Linked DNA regions of Dromaius novaehollandiae: region 2 is linked to region 1. The links are chromatin contacts, called in public Hi-C maps. All regions are on one chromosome and are shown on one strand. Each heading gives the region's core, a stretch centred on a gene start, on an enhancer-like site or on the middle of the called end of the contact. The rest is flanking DNA. Distances are from core to core; before and after follow the strand shown. Region 1 holds the start of GPA33 (glycoprotein A33). Region 2 has its middle 53 kb from the start of CD101.

Evidence for each region. Hi-C and Micro-C count contacts between places; a contact is called where the count stands out from the background.
Region 2: a contact with region 1 is called in a Hi-C map of liver, with 8 times the contacts expected there. The contact joins the enhancer-like site here to the promoter of GPA33 in region 1. A contact is called at or near these places in 2 of 4 Hi-C or Micro-C datasets (brain and liver).

Annotation. Positions count from the first base shown.
Region 1 is chr1:102,817,122-102,822,197 of bDroNov1.hap1, reverse strand. It overlaps GPA33 (glycoprotein A33), which reads right to left and starts at 3,693. Exons shown (of 7, transcript XM_026093353.2): 1 at 3,528-3,693. The coding sequence starts at 3,576.
Region 2 is chr1:103,206,766-103,211,746 of bDroNov1.hap1, reverse strand. No RefSeq gene overlaps it. Among named protein-coding and RNA genes, the nearest start is that of CD101, 53 kb to the right of the region's middle. Within about 2 kb of position 3,091, at least 2 of the 2 cell types and tissues checked have open chromatin away from gene starts, as enhancers often do.

The sequences.
Region 1 (5,076 bases), core at 2,444-4,943:
GCTGAGCTTTACTCCAGGGTAATGCTCTACATGTCATAGCAGCAAGTTTTCGTTGCTGGAGGTCTAGCTCTGCCCAGCCCTAGGTGACCTTTATGCCTGTGGGAGCCTACGTTTAAAAGCACCTGCTTTCTCCTTACGGTTTGTGTGTATTTCTTCTATGGCACCAGGCTGAATCATTCGAGAAATCTAAGTCTGCAACCAGTCAGACAGAGTGTGGGGAGGAGGGAAAGGGAATGCTCCACAGAGGCACTCCCATCACGAAGGAGGTTGCACACTCACATCACTGTGTGAGGCACTCCCATCACAGAGGCCCTCCCATCACAAGGTCCAGTAAGGAGGGACGTGGAGGAGGGCAGCGATGTGTGCTCTCCCCAGATATGGGCTGGGCAGGCTGTGGTAGTGAAGGCATCCCTTAAAAATAACATTAGTGTCAGGACCAAAAAGGTTTTGTTGTCACTGCCCTAAGAGTCACATCTCTGTCCTTTGCACGTGTCAGATATTCCCCATAACAAATAGCCCTTCAAGCCTTTACCTAGAAATAGCCTGTATGTATAGAACTGCTGTATATTACCTCTCCTGAGAGGAGTTTGATGGGAACATTGATAGCAGTCAAACCCTTCTCTCCTTTGCACACCTCTCTTATTGCCTGGCAGGGATGCCTTTCCTCCACAGCTGTCTCTAGAACCAGCTTGAGACATTTTTAGAGCAAGTGTGAAGACTGCGTTTTGTGTTGGTCTTGTATGGTTAATTAGTAAGTTTGAGTATTAGTTTCTTCATCTGTAACATGGCAGTAGTGGTTCCTGTTCTCTCATGGATTAATTCATTCATAGCTGCTGACAGCTATTAGAAGGAAAACAGCAGGGCAAAGTATTTCTAGCGTTATTTTATTGCAGCCACTCCCAGGTTTTTCTCTGCTCTGGAACACCTAGTGCAAGGGCCATGTTTGCATAGCGCTAGGCTCTTTCTGACTGCATTTTTAATTATTCCCTCTGTATAGGAGACACCTGTAAAATCTTTCTTGTTGCCTATTGCAATTGGATAGAGACACTCTTCTGCATTTAGGGGAAAATGACCACAGTCTATACTAGGAAATGGAGCAAAACCAATTTTGTGATGCTTTCATCACTAAGAAACTGGTTCTACCGGGCCAGCATTCATTGACACGTCATTCACTCAGCCCTGAGGGAGAGAAGAAACTGCCCAACCCAAAGACCTCCTTCACATATATTTTTCCTTCTTCCAACTGGATGGCTGAAATCCTACAATAAATGAGATTTGTTTTGGGGGGAGGTTTTTGTTTTTTCAAACATATCTTCAGTGTGGAGTCACAAAACTGTTAAACCAAAGAGCATGTGCTAGAGGAACACAGTCCATAATTAGCAAGGTTGTTAATTCATCTGTTGGTCTCATCTTAAAGGCTGACTTCTGACGCCCTCCCATTTTTCCCCCATTACTTCTCCTCTTGGCTCACATGAAAGCTGTGTTGTTTGATTCCGGGAAACCACTCACTCTTCCTGATCTCTTTACTTCCCTCTTCTCACCGCACTTTTCACAAGGACACCAACTGTTTCAAAGGTGGTGGTCAATTCAGTAGCATATCATTTTTTTACTATCATTAGGCATTACAAATCTTGCTTTGTCAGGTAGAACGGCCAGCTATTTATAGGTAGCATACCTAAAAACTGAGGTTTGTTTTTCAGGGTTTGGGGTGTTTTTTTTTGAAATGACACAATCTATTCAAAGCACAGCTGAAGGGACAGGAGGGTTAATTCTAAAAACATTTCAAAATAGGTAAGTTGAATAGCCTATATATTAGTAGGGGGATGGCATCATCTAGATTCAGGCCTTAAAATTACCGCTTTTGTTACTAATTAGTATTTCTATAGCATTTTTAAAAGAAATTTGAGAAAGGTTTTCTCTCCCTTTGCTCAACGTATACCTTTGTACTAGTACAAAGGAGAAAAAAAAAGAAGGAAGAAAATATAAATGACTCGTTTACTTTCACATCCGCTTATGGAGTAAATGCTAATAAATGGTATCAAAACACAGTGAAAAAATTACAGAGGATTATTTGCTTACTGAAAAAAATCTGAGATTCTGATCAAGCAAAACTATTAACACTGTTTCATCTTAGTTGTTTTGGCAAGTGAGAAAAGCAGGAAAAGTTGAAATGTGTTGTTTTAAGAGGAACTTTTAAAAGGAAATGCTTTGACTTTAGTTTCTTAATACTTCAGAAATTATCTGTAGCTTAATTCAGAAGTGGGAGAGGGAAAACCTCTTAAATGTGAAATTAAATTCTTTAGCATTAAAATGAAATACTCTAATTCAAAGTGACTGTTCGGGGCTTTTCATTCAGCAAGAAGGACAAAGCATCAGTTATTCACACAATTGCAGTGAAAAGTTCAGCAGGAGAAGTCAGCCTGTGCTGAGATCTTGACAATTTGTTCAAGATAACTCTAGCATCCCCACTGCAGTGTGCTGTGCAGCTTCTCCATTCTGATGCAGTGCAGAAACTTCCTGTACCTTCTTCAGCAATTTTTCACAGGCCAGTGTTTTAACACTGGATTATTATCACTTGAGCCCTCCCACACCGTAAGGAAGAGCTTCACAAAACAGATAGATCTGTGCTCTGAAAAGTTTACAAATCTGTAATTTACATAGCACCAAATGTGAGAATAACGAAAAAGTAGAATGAATACCAATAGGGCTACACAATTTATATTCTGATCATCAATTCATGACCCAAGTCATGTTTGTTATATAGGGAGCATGTTCATTTTTTCTAATTACATTAAATTTTGTGAATTTTCTTCTTACAGGTCTTAGTGTTAAGGTGACGTTTTCAGGATCTTTTGTAAAAAGATGAACGATTTCCATATGAGTAGCTTTGTTTAAAGTCTAGAAGGTATAGGTACATTTGTGTGAGAAGGCAACAGACAGGTCAAAAAGCAGTGGAGGTGAGATTGTAGGCCCTGCAAGGCAGGATGGGAATGGCAGATCAGAGAGGGGATTCTGTGATGAAGGCCAAGGGCAAGCTGTCTGATTTATATGTGTTGGTAGGGATTAGTCTGCATCTGCTTGCCATGCATAATCTGTAGAGATGACAAATCATATAAGAGTACATATTAACAGTAGGATATAAACTTGTGAAGATATATGCTACATGCAGATTTATGTATAAAGTAGTAAACTCCAAAGACTTCTCCACTTCCAGTTGTAGAAATTTCTTCTTCAGACACAAAGGTTGTGTTTAATAGACACCATTAAAACAACTTTTTTTAAAACATTTTCCAGCGTCATGAAGAATAACATTCTTTCCCTGTTCCTGAAATTGTCTTGTGGCTTTAGGAGATGCCTGTGAGTCTGGACATTCAGCATAGAAATGATAAACACATCTGCCTGATCATAAACATGCAGGAACTTTTACTAAACAAAAAAGAAACACACAAATTCCATTGGGTATTCTGACTTGATAGTGCTTTTTTCTTCTACCCAGCCCTTGAGGACATAACCAAGTTAGTACTCACCTGCACTGAAAATGAACAGCTGAAGTCCTTTCATTCTCCTCCTCATCATCTCTCCTTTGTTTCACCAGGAGGTATTCTTCCTTATGATTTCTAGGTAGTTAGATAAGTAATTGACTTTAGTTAAAAGCCTGCCTCACAGTTGCATCTCAGGGTCACTTCCTCAGTCTACTTTAATGTGCTTCTTCACCCTCTGCCACTCCCCCTCTGGCCAGAATGACAAGCCAAATCACCAGTAGGCTTTGAAATCGCTTGCTGTTCTCTGCCTAAGGGGAGAGACGGCACTTATGAACTCACCCATCCTTCTCCAATTAAACTACGTTTCCCGGTTTCTCCCAGCACACAGGTGTGTAAAGCAAGAGAAGAAGTAATCCAAAGGGCGAAGTGACTGGGAGTGTACATTAGAATGACTGAAATCATGCATGCGATGACATGTAACTAAGGGAAAATAAACCTCATTCATCTCAAATATTTATTAAGAGAGCCTAGGGCTAGACTTACACAGATACTGAAGTGTTTCACAATGCAGGGAGCTGCCTAGGTCCATGCTTTAAAGAACTGAGGTACCTAACCTCACCTATGTTAAATACCTGCAAGAATACCTAATACATGAGAATTTGGGGCCTAATGGGTTGTCTAAATCTTAAGTGAAATGAATCTCACGCAGGGTGTTCAAAGCTCTCATGCCTACTGTTTGACTGTTAAATGTGTGGTTTGTACAGCAGGCGCACATTTCAAAGGTACTTTCTCCCTTTCTCTTGAAAAAGGTTGTCAGATAAACTAATCAACAGCTTGTAGGATGCTAACTACATATCCATGGAGGCATGTATAGTGAAAGTCCAGCCAGTGCTCCCATATGGATGCACTTGGAAAAGTGGATGGGAACTTGTAAAGTACGAGTAACTTCTATATAATTGACTGAAGAATAAAAGGAGGACTCATGGCAGCTCAGGCAAATAGCTGACTTTATACTTGAGTGCAGCTGGCTTACCATGTCTTTTGAACTCTTCACTACCAATAGGCAGCAAGGGATGTCTCCACTGGGATAGTCACCTATGCTCCATTTCTTGTTATTTGAGAGACAGAGGCACATTTAGGGCATGAGTGATCATTTTAGGCATCTTAGAAAGGGGGTTCACGTCTTTAGGCATCATTTACAGATAAAATGTATCATACTCAAAATGCACTGATAGTATTGATTAAATCTGTATTGATTTTAAATGGAGGCTACCTCAAAAGTGTGTGTCTACAGTGTGGATGCCTGTGTTTAGTCCAGTGAAGTGGATCTGGATCTTGGTCCTGTGCTGACCCCATACTTGCCTTGTAAGCCTGCCAACAGCCATGCTAGGTTTCATCACACCTCCAAGGTAATGCAGCTTCTGAGTGATTGTATATCAAATCCCTCTGATAAAAAGCACAGTCTATACTTCTGTACTTGATAAAAAACATCAGTTTTCTTCAAACTGACCATTAGCACAAAGCAAATTAAAGCACATCAGAATACAGAAACTGTATTCTTTGACAATGAGGACAGCCCATTGATATTCTTTGA
Region 2 (4,981 bases), core at 1,842-4,341, 390 kb before region 1:
CTCTTGAGGAGCTACGCAATAGACAGTAATCCATTAATCCCCTGTGAGGGGGGATCCAGAGTTCAGACATCTTGTCACTGTGGGTCAGGGTGCATAGCTTCTCCCTGTGATTTTTCCCCCCACTGCATGTTATTGTATAGTTTAAAAAAAAAAAAAAAAAAAAAAGGACGTTGCATGCAACCAGAAAACATTTAAATAATGATGGTATATAAGATCAGGATGGAGGAGTGAAATGGTAGATCCCAGACTGCAGTGTGGCATGTTCCAGCATTCACAAAATCCAGGATCACTGAGATTCGCGGAGTGGCTTGCAGGGCACAACGTGCCATTGCCCTATCCTGGCTTGTATGTCCCTGTGCCCACTGTGTGAGACAGCACTGGCGTTGGAGATAGGCTTGCACTGCTTGCAAACCACTAGTGGCCTTAGAGGCCCAAATTAGCCACCCCTGCCTTAAAGCACAAAGTGTCTTTTCTGTAAGAATTAGGGGCAGCATAGGGAATTTCCAAAAACATGCAAAAGGCCAGGTCCTTGGAGCCACCTTCTCTAATATGCTTGCTTGGCTGCAGCTCTGGTGCTGGTGGAGAGACTCCACCCTGCAGTCCTCTTCCCCTAATGAGCAAAGCCTTCTGCACATTTCACAGATTTGCCACATATAAACAAGTAGGTCATTCCTGTAATCTCTTCAGTTGTGTATTAAAAAGCTTGTCCAAATTTAAGCTTGGGGTGTGTCAGCTTTATTACTCTAACAGCTCCTGTTTTGTCTCACAGAGATGAACACCAAGCCTGCTGAAGTTAATGAGAGCATTTCCAACAGCTTGAGTGCTGTGCATCACGTTTTCCATGATTTTCTGGCCCAAATGCATGTGACAGAGCCAATTTACCCCTGCCTACAACTGGAGATGGGGGAGCGGCCACACTTACCTTGGACAAAGCAGACTGGATTTTGCCTAGGACAGGGTGATCCTAGGTTGTAACAAGGGACCACTGTACTACTACCAAAAAGGAAGAGAATTTTCTGAAAAAAATATTGCCCAGTGTTTAGCTACAAAACCCTGATTTTATCAGAGAATATAGACTTGTGTGAATGTTCAGTGAGTGATGGCATGCGAGTGCGAGAAGGCACTTTGTTCCCCGCTGGCCTCTGGAAACCGGATCTCCTAAGTGAGACGACTACAGACTCAATACCACACAGCAAATTGAGGGTGCTTGTTGCACACAATGTAATAATTGTATCTTGGTCTAAATGAACTCTGAGATCACTCCAGGATGTAGTTATTATTACGGTTAACAGGAAGCTAACGCGAGTTACGGCTCTGAAATGTACTCTTTCCTTGTTTCCTGATTGGATACCATAACTCTCTCACTCCAAACAGTGATTGCTTTCCACAGTCTCCATCCATTTCCCTGCAACAAATACAGTTGCCTTGTGTTTGACTCCTTCCTCATTGCATTGATCCAGCTCACATTTCTCTCCCTCCATCCCACAGGCAGCTATAGCCTCCAAAATGTGAAATCCAGGCCAAAAATCATAGCAGTAAATTTTCACCAGGCAAACATACATCTCGGATGCTGTCATACAAACAGGGAACATCACATCAGTGTGGGTGTATGCCGCTGGTCAAAACCCATTTACAAGCCAATAATTGCTTACATCCAAGGAACCAGTCCAGAACAGTTTTTCCAAAATAATTTCCTTGCTCTGGTATTTAAAATGATACTGCTGTAAGATTGCTTATTACGGACTATCAACAGAGGCCAGAGATTGGCCTACTCTACAATTATTCCCCAGCAACAACTAAGTCCATATGAGCATCCCCACTTACCGAAGAGGAGAGCAGATCCCCAGGTAGCTCAGTGGCTTTCTGGAGGACACAGAGAGAGTTTGTGCTAGAAATCCTGGCCCTCGTTTCACCCAACTGCAAAGCCTCACTTGTTACTTGTGAACGTTCACTTTAAACACAGCATCTCTCTTAAAGAAGAGAGAGTTAAAGATTTCAGAAATCAACCCAAAATGCATTTCATGCTTCAGCTGAAATTCTCCTTCAAGACACATACTGACCCCAGCTTCACCTTAAACAATGTATTCATTTCCATAAACGTTGCTGTTCATCTCAGAGGTGCAGGTAGCTGTCTGAAGAGCACTCACCTGGCTTTGCTCTGTTAGGGAGCACCACCAGTGTGGCCTGACATGAGCTTTGGAGGTGGATGGGCTTTTCAGCTCATTGAGGTACCTGCCCTACCTCTTGAAGGTGCAGGTGGAGCTCATGAGAGGCTCAGTGCCATGGGAAGGAAACCCATGGCACTCCACCACAGCGAGAGGGCAGCTGAGGCCACGGACACCCCCTCTGCACTCCTGCACAGCTGGAAAAGGGGAAGGTGAGGGGGACCCTGCCCAACCTGTGATCGACCTGCTTCACACTACCGCAGGAGTCTGCTGTGCCCAGACCCTGCTCCCGCACACTCACCTGCCGAGGGTTAGAAAGCCAGTGGGGAGCAGGGATTTTCAGACAATAAAAGCCTTCTCATCTCTCCACTAGCAACCTGTCCCAGGCACTCATCCTAGGGGCACCCGCTGGCACAGCACGTATTTCTCCAGCTTCAGATACAGTAGGTGTCCACGTGGGTCCTCTCATCGCCGATTTCAGCCAGGAAACACCATCCATGTTCATGCCCTCGTTGCTAGTTTTGGGGTTTTTTTTTTTTGTGGTTTATGGGTACTGTGACCGCCTCACAGCAGAGAGCAGTGCCCACAGCCACAACAGCTTGGTGGGGGAGAAAATGGTCCCTGGGGGGGGTCTCAGCCATTGCCTGCCACTCAAGGCTGGGGACGTGCTGGGAGTCAGCCCTCTCTCTTCAGCCTGCACCCTCAAGGCTGTGCTAAGGCGTGACTGGATTGACAGGCTCCACTTTTTCTGACTGCCTGAGCCTCCTTAAGTGAGTGAGAAGCAACAAAGCAAAGTTAAGAAGCCAGGAAGAAAAACGAGAGAAGCTGGCAGGCTGCACTCAGCCCCACAGCCCAGGCACCCGTGGGCTGCACCCAGCAGCCCGTCACAGCATTGCCTTGCCTGCACAGGCAGCAAGGTGCCGCCATCGGACCACGCAGGCTGCTTGGTTGTGAAGCACTGCTGATCCCTAAGCAAAAGCACCTGTGCTTTCTTGTGCTTCTACAGAGCAGAAATTATGGCATAACTAAAAGCCAAACAAACACCCTGGAGGGGTGTGAAGCTCAGTGGTCAGCGCTCCAGGTGCCCAGCAGAGCCACCGGGCTGCCACTGGCCCCTGGAGCGTGTGAAACTCGCGCAAGCCTTGCCACTGACAGTGCCTCAACGCCCTCTCTTGGCAGCTGCATTGGCGTTTCCACAGTTTTAGCATCTCTGATTTTAGGAACCAGAAGCTCCTCCTGCTCTCATTGCAGGGGAGTGGGAGTTCGTGGTTCCCGGGAGCTGGGACCAGGAGGGACCGCAGACAACCAGCAACGCAAATACGCAGAGAGCCAGAATGAGGAAAGATGTGAGAGCCTTTTCTGACGGCTGATGGTTAAGTATTAGTAACAAAGAGAAGAGGATGGGGACCTGTATTTTCCATGGTTTGTGTGTGGGACAGGACATTTATGCTCATACAAAGCGAGGGGAATTAGACACCCGCTGGCAAAGGCATTCTGCAGCAAGTGGAAGATAGCCAAGGAGTGAGCCCTAGCATCCGGCTAGAGAGCATCTGAGGGCAATGTCAAGAAACAAGGAAGACTTTTTTTCTAGCTGAAGTCAAGAAAGAGTTTTACAAGCTGCTTCCCCGGTAAAGCAAAGTCGGGCACTGTGACACAGGCTGACGTTTATCCCACTGGAGTGGTCTTCAGCCTGCTGCAATGAAAACACCAGGCTGTCCATGCAACGCTTGCTATGGTTCAGACACGAACTGCCAGTCATCTGAGGAGGAACTTCACAGCGGTTCTCTGATGTCTGGGTTTTTCCATAGATTTACCTGAGTGGTTCTCAGCAGGAGCTGCCCCCAGACTTGCAAGGGATACAGCAATTTAGATGCAGCTTGGGTCATCAGCTCCCTCTGCACGAATGAGCCTGTTTATGAGAAAGCAGGTACCCAACCCTATTTTGCCTTCCAACCAAGTTAATTAGGCAATGCTTAGGGGATCAAATAATTTGCATCAATGTGAATACATTTTCCCTCTGTCTGACTGCTTGAGATAGATACCATTAGCTGATTTGCCTACTGAGGTAGAAAGTAACCATCCAGCGATGGCTGGAAAAGCCCAAATGTTAAGTGAGGCTGAGAGCGAAGCATGAAGAAAAGGCCACATGTTGGCAAATGAGGACTTTGGCAGTGGGGAAAGTCATCTCTGGGCGTATTTCATGCACCTCGTGGATTTATTGTAAGGCTTAGTTCATTCATAAAGGGCTCTAGGAAGTTCAGATGCTAGGCAGGTGCAGGGTGATGGTTTTAAGGTCATGGTACTGATACTGCAACCACTACGAACTGCAGTACAAGCTGCAGCAAGCTTCCCTGGTGGGCAGGGAGAGGAAAATATCTGTCTTATTTAGATCAAAGTGCTACCAATGGGCTTGGACGACGTAGGAAGAGGAATGGTGCTAAGCATCTCTACTTCAGGAATCTTCTTAATCTGTTTATTTTGGGTACAAATCAGAGTAGATACATTATTTTGACAACAGGGATGTGGTTGCATATAAAATGGGCCTGTGAAAATTGATTTCTAAGCTCACAGTTAGGGGGATAACAAAGAATAATTTCAGGTTGTCCAGAGATGCAGGTTTTCCAGTTTTCTTGTTAATACCAACCATGGAAAAAAATAAATCCTGTGGGTTGGCTAAAACCTTTTTTTTGACACAAAAATTTGGTGCCATTTTCTTCATTTTTCAGGGCTTGTGTTTTGCTTTGTGCTTTTAAAAATATCATGCTTCACAATGGAACATTATTTCAAAATGAAAAAGTGAAATGTTTTGCCTAGAA